Linked DNA regions of Mus musculus: region 1 is linked to region 2. The links are chromatin contacts, called in public Hi-C maps. All regions are on one chromosome and are shown on one strand. The core of a region is the stretch at or near the end of the contact, and the rest is flanking DNA. Distances in the headings are between cores, read along the strand shown.

Region 1 (2,700 bases), core at 106-2,605, 180 kb before region 2:
GTGGTGAGGCGGACCCTGGACATCAGAACAAGGTACAAATGCAATCATATGGACAGCTCCTAGTCAAAAGACACCGACACCAGAGGGAGTTTTAAAAAGAGGTGCTCAGATCATGCGTGTCTCACAGTCAGGGATAGGGAGACCAGTTTCCGTTCACCTCATATGACACTGAATGCACGGTCAGACTAAGGTCAGGGGACAAAGGTGTGTCTATGAAAACCCCATGTATGTACAACTGAGACTCATACTGAGAACCATGGAGTGTTCAGGCTAGTGAGGGAACATTCCAGAGTAAAATAAGACCGTGAGGGTGTAGGGAGGGAGGGATGGCAGAGGTCAGAGAGAAAGAGCGTGAGCATGTGCCACAGAGGTGAGCACAAAGTGCCGCTTGGCTATGCCCAAGTGTTGGAGGATGCGCGTGAAGCTTGACAGAAGGCTGAGTCTGGGAAGAGTCAGAAATCACAATTGTGCTTTTATTTTCCAGATGAATATGAGAATGTATTTGCCTCCTGTAGCAGTCTCTGCCTTCCTGGGCTTTCATCTATATGTAGTGTCCATGCAAGTGACATTTGACATTCAGTGATGATGGTGACTGGTCACTCGGTGGCTTCTCCCCACCTGCCACGTGAGTGCCAGTGCTTTATGGCTCACTTCAACCAATGTGCCCTCTGTATCCTTCCTTGGCTGACAACAACCCTGGCTCCACAGGACACCCAGAGGCTACAAGGAAGAAAGAACTAGGGATCTAGGGAGATGGTTCAGATGATAAAATGCTGGTGTGGTCCCCAGAGCTCATACCATATGCAGTGAGAAGGTAGAGACAGTGGTCCCCTCTGGCTCTTAGGCCAGCCATGCTAGTCTCCTTAGTGAGTTCCAGACCAGGGAGAAACCCTGTCTCAAAAAGCCAAGTAGATGACATCTTAAGTTGTCCTCTGGCTTTCACATGTATGTGTACACGTGAACTCATGCTGACATGACCACATGCACACAACACACATGCATGTGTAGTTCACGGGATGCATTGCAGTTCTTCATGCTTGCAAAAGTCTTCAAAACCTCCTTTAGTTATTTTAGATAATGTCTTCATTGCTTCAAACATAGGCATGTGGACTTTATCATGGGTGTTCTAGTTGCTCGTATTTATTGTTAGTGACTGTCTCTTACTGCGCTTAACTCAAAGCTTAAGCTTTATCATTAGCATGTATGTGTAGGAGAGAAACTGTCACTTTCCGTACATGTACCGGGATGTATATCCACATATAAGGAAGGCTGATGTGTGGGTTATGTGCTCTCTGAGCTGCAGGGTATAAGCCAAACTCCAGGGAATGACTAGCAAAGCCAGTCTGCTCAGACTCACACAGCCAGTGACTCACTGGCTACATTCATACCGGCACGCTGCTCTGTTTAAAACTGAACTCCCTCTAGTGCAATAAAAATACCAAACTCCTGATATGAAGGTTGCAAGAGATTGAGGTTAACTCATGTTAATTTAGATTATACATGGGAATCCAAGCACTGTTGTGTAGATTTGCCAAAGGCCAAACTGGCTAAGTTATCATTTCCCTAACCCATGTGACCTTTAAGTTGGCTTTTTCTCCCAACTCCAATTTATATTCTTCCATCTGCGCAGAGCACAGTTTTTTAGTGAAGTTCCCTCACTAAGCCATGTCTAAGCATGGAGGATAAAGATGCCAAAGGATAGTGGGAAGCTGGTGGGTGGGTACTGTTCTCATTCACTCTATCAGGATCTCAACCCCACCTCTGCTCCCATTCTTCAGAGATTAAAGCTATGTGGACAACCTGGTGTGTAAGTTGCCATGTTTATTTATTTTTTTCCTTTTCAAATTTAGTCATCTCTGTCTTAGCGGTTTCTGTTGCTGTGAAGAGACACCAGGACTATGGCTACTCTTATAAGGAAAATCATGTGATTGGTATTGGCTTTACAGTTTCAGAGGTTTAGTCTAATATTATCACAGCAAGAAGCATGGTAGCATGCAGTCAGTCATGGTATTGGAGAAGGAGCCAAAAGCTGTAAAGTTGGATCAGCACGCAACAGGGAGAGGGGGGTGGGTGGGAATGAGAGAGGTGTGTGCTGAGCCTGGCTTGAGCATCTGAAACCTCCAAACCCATCCCCAGTGACACACTTCCTTCAACAAGGCCACACCTCCAATAATGCCATTCCCAATGAGTCTGTGGGAGCCATTTTCATTCAAACTTCCACATTTGCTACACGGACCACAGTGTTTCAGCCCCAGCAATGTGGTCACACTGGACCTGGCTTTTTTTTTTTTCCTTGCTGGCACATTGTCCCGCATATTGTAGGCTGCTCAGGAGTATCCCTGATCTTCAGCCATTAGATGCTAATGGCATTCTCCATCAAGGTTTTTGTTTTGTCTGTAGGCATGTGTGTATTTGTTTGTATTTGTGTAGGGGCATGTGTGTGCATGTGCATGCGTGTGTACATGCATGTGCCTGTGTATGTGTGTACATGTGAAGGCCTGATGCTGACACCGGGCGACTTCCTCCTTCGATCTCCATCTTTTTCCCTTGAGGCAGGTCTCTCACTTCATCCCAGAGCTGGCTAACACTGCTGGTCTCACTAGCTCTTGTCCCCAGGGTCCTCTGTCCCTGCCTTGCCAGAGCTGGAACCACAGGAAGGCTGTCATGCCTGCGTGGCGCTTACACAGGGGTTAAGGACTC
Region 2 (2,700 bases), core at 143-2,642:
TGGACTGTCTCTGACGGCCTGAGCTGAACCTCTCCTCTATTCAGTTGCTCCTAACAAGTGTTTTGTGGCAGCCACATGAAAAGCTAAGACAAAAATAGAGGACTCTGTTTTTCTTTATTGTCCTCTAAGATTTCCTTTCAAGAAAGGAAATAGAGAACGTGCAGATCAGATCTTCACAAATCAAAGTGTCTTCTCTCTCCCATGTATCTACTCTCCCACCTTCAAGTAAGGACTGGATCCCAGATACAGTACAGTGGATTCGTGACCTATGAACTGTCTGCCATCCCTGCAGTGTCTCTGGTGATGGAAGAGATTTTTCTCTTTAATGTCTGCCTGTGTTAATGCATAGGAAGATGCACACAATGATCACAGACTTCCCATCCAGTGAAGCCCTGTGACCCTGTAAGTGTTTAGCCTTTAACAGACCCCTGGGCTGTGTGCCCAGCTCTGACACTGTTCACGTTTACAGAGTCAATTCAATTTCACTTGTTAATATTGGTTACCATCATTCTAGATTGAAAAGCAGCTTTCCAGAGCATTGCTCTGAACTTCAGAAGCCCAAATAGCTCTAGCAGGCGTCTGGCACTTCCCACCTCCCCCATATTGTTCCTGGACCATCCATTTGAAATCCATTTGAATCAGGGTTTCTCTCTCTCTCTCTGTCTCTCTGTCTCTGTCTCTCTGTCTCTGTCTCTCTGTCTCTGTCTCTCTCTCTCTCTCTCTCTCTCTCTCTCTCTCTCTCTCTCTCTCTCCATTTCATTACAAATTCCTGTATCCAGGGATCATGTCTAATGTTTCTCAAATATCCTGGTTAATGTGTAGGCCAGAAACTTGTTCAATTGAAGCCTCTTAAAAGTTGTTGATGGAGTTAAAAATGAACTTCAAATGTGAAAAACGTTTCCAGAGCAAGGGAAATATTCACTGTTGTGTTTGGAAAACGGGATGGGTAAGTTTAAAAGCATGACGATCAGACAGGCTCCTTGAGGGAGGTAAATTTTTAGATACCATGAAATCCCATATGAGATCGCACCCAACTTCCTTAGGCAAACAGTAAGCGACAGAAAGAAAGAAAGGGACAAACTGGGTTTATTTGACCTTGCCATTTGATTTCCAAGGAATTCAAAGCCATCGAGGGGTAAAGATAGCTAGCTGTCTGTCTTTCTTGACTGGGTTTGTGCTTTTCTCTTTCTCCCTAACCCTGCCTCTGACTCCATTTTTTGAAAATTAGCCAGACAACGGCCGCATTTCCAGTTACTGGATGAGTTCAGAGCCAAGCAGCTGTTCAGAAACATCCAAGTGGGCAGCAAATGGCGCTGATGGAGTTAAAGGCGGTGACTCACACGGGACATTCTCAGCAGGTCAGCTGGAACTCCCTGCTGGGCAGGGAATGCAGCCCCCTGGGGCAGGTGCCAAGCCCAGGAGCAGAGCCCGGGATGACAGCAGCAACTCACCACACAGTGGCCTCCGCTCGGTCGCTTCCCTGTTCTCAGTTTTCATGATTTTTTTTTTATAAGGTGAATTTTTTTCTAACGCAATCCTGAAGTGTGATGGGAAAAACAGGCCGGGCAGCTGTTGACTGTTTGAAACAACAGAGGGGAGGCTGGGTCCCTTGGACCGGCTCCACACACGCTGCCTCGCCAGCTTTCCTGATCATTTTCTCATAGAAAATTATGGGTCAAGAGCTCGATCCTGCGCGCTCCTCATGCCAGTCAGTCGCTCGCTCAGCGAAGGTGAGGCTTGCAGGAGCCCAGAGGGGCTTGCTCATCTAGAAATATATTTCTACAAAAGATTATAATTTTACAAGGTGACTCAATCAAACAACAATAAAGACCACGGGTAGGCTAGGGGAAGAGGGGAAAGCACACTTGAGTTTGTGAGCTTATATAACAGCACTACCATGAAGGGCACTAAAGAATATAAAAATGGCATCCTAGATGTTTATTATTAAACATAATTGTTCAGGGAGGGAGGGACTTAATTACTTCAACAAATTCAATTGTGACTCAATCCTCCACTTCACTTTTTGTCTATTTTTCTTTAAATAGCTTTCAAAGGCTTTTAAAGGTAAATATCTTTAATTTGTTCCTTGCAGGTGGGTGATGGCTCAGCAAAGAAGAAACAATCTTTTTTTTTTTTTCTTTTCCTGTCATTAACAATTATCAGATTCAAATTCCATTCCTCTGCTATCTAGGCACAGGATTCCCAGTGCACTGGGATTGTGATCCTGATGGCCAATTTGTGTCCCCTATAATCAAGTTCATTTTGTGATAAGCTCCCAAATATTAACTCTGAAAGAGCAGAAAGGTAGAACTTTAAAAAAAAAATGAAACAATGATTTATTTCCTTAAATAAAATGTTTAAAGTTGTGTTTGGCCAATTAGATGAGCATTTATCAACCATCGAGTTCACAGGGAGCTCAGAGACAGGAAACAGCTTTCTGAGGGCTCTTCTTCTTCTGAGAAAACGGATTCAGAGTTCAAAAGAGAGTAGTCTGGCCGCCTGTTTTATAGAGCCCAAAGAGGAACATGGGAGGGGAAATTTCCCAAGAACAGACATGGTGTCAGTGTTGCCTGCCCGATGTCTAGCTGGTGGTAGACGATTAATAAATACCGGCAGAATTGATCTTGGCCGGGGGGTGGGGGGTGGGGTGGGGGGGGGAGTGGGGGGGAGTGGACGGAAGAGGAGGAGCATCCTTTCTTT

What was found. Hi-C and Micro-C count contacts between places; a contact is called where the count stands out from the background.
Region 1: a Hi-C map of the C2C12 cell line shows a contact between it and region 2, with 1.7 times the contacts expected there. The contact joins two enhancer-like sites. A contact is called at or near these places in 4 of 484 Hi-C or Micro-C datasets (the C2C12 cell line, brown adipocytes and nephron progenitors) and 1 of 115 datasets of contacts at active chromatin or transcription factors (fibro-adipogenic progenitors).

Annotation. Positions count from the first base shown.
Region 1 is chr16:93,185,421-93,188,120 of GRCm38.p6, reverse strand. All of the region lies in intron 2 of Gm30530 (a long non-coding RNA gene), which reads left to right. Among named protein-coding and RNA genes, the nearest start is that of Gm30530, 7.0 kb to the left of the region's middle. Within about 2 kb of position 1,355, at least 31 of the 459 cell types and tissues checked have an H3K27ac peak or open chromatin away from gene starts, as enhancers often do. A contact at or near this core is called in the C2C12 cell line, where this site is marked.
Region 2 is chr16:93,005,488-93,008,187 of GRCm38.p6, reverse strand. No RefSeq gene overlaps it. Among named protein-coding and RNA genes, the nearest start is that of Gm41499, 50 kb to the right of the region's middle. Within about 2 kb of position 1,392, at least 58 of the 459 cell types and tissues checked have an H3K27ac peak or open chromatin away from gene starts, as enhancers often do. A contact at or near this core is called in the C2C12 cell line, where this site is marked.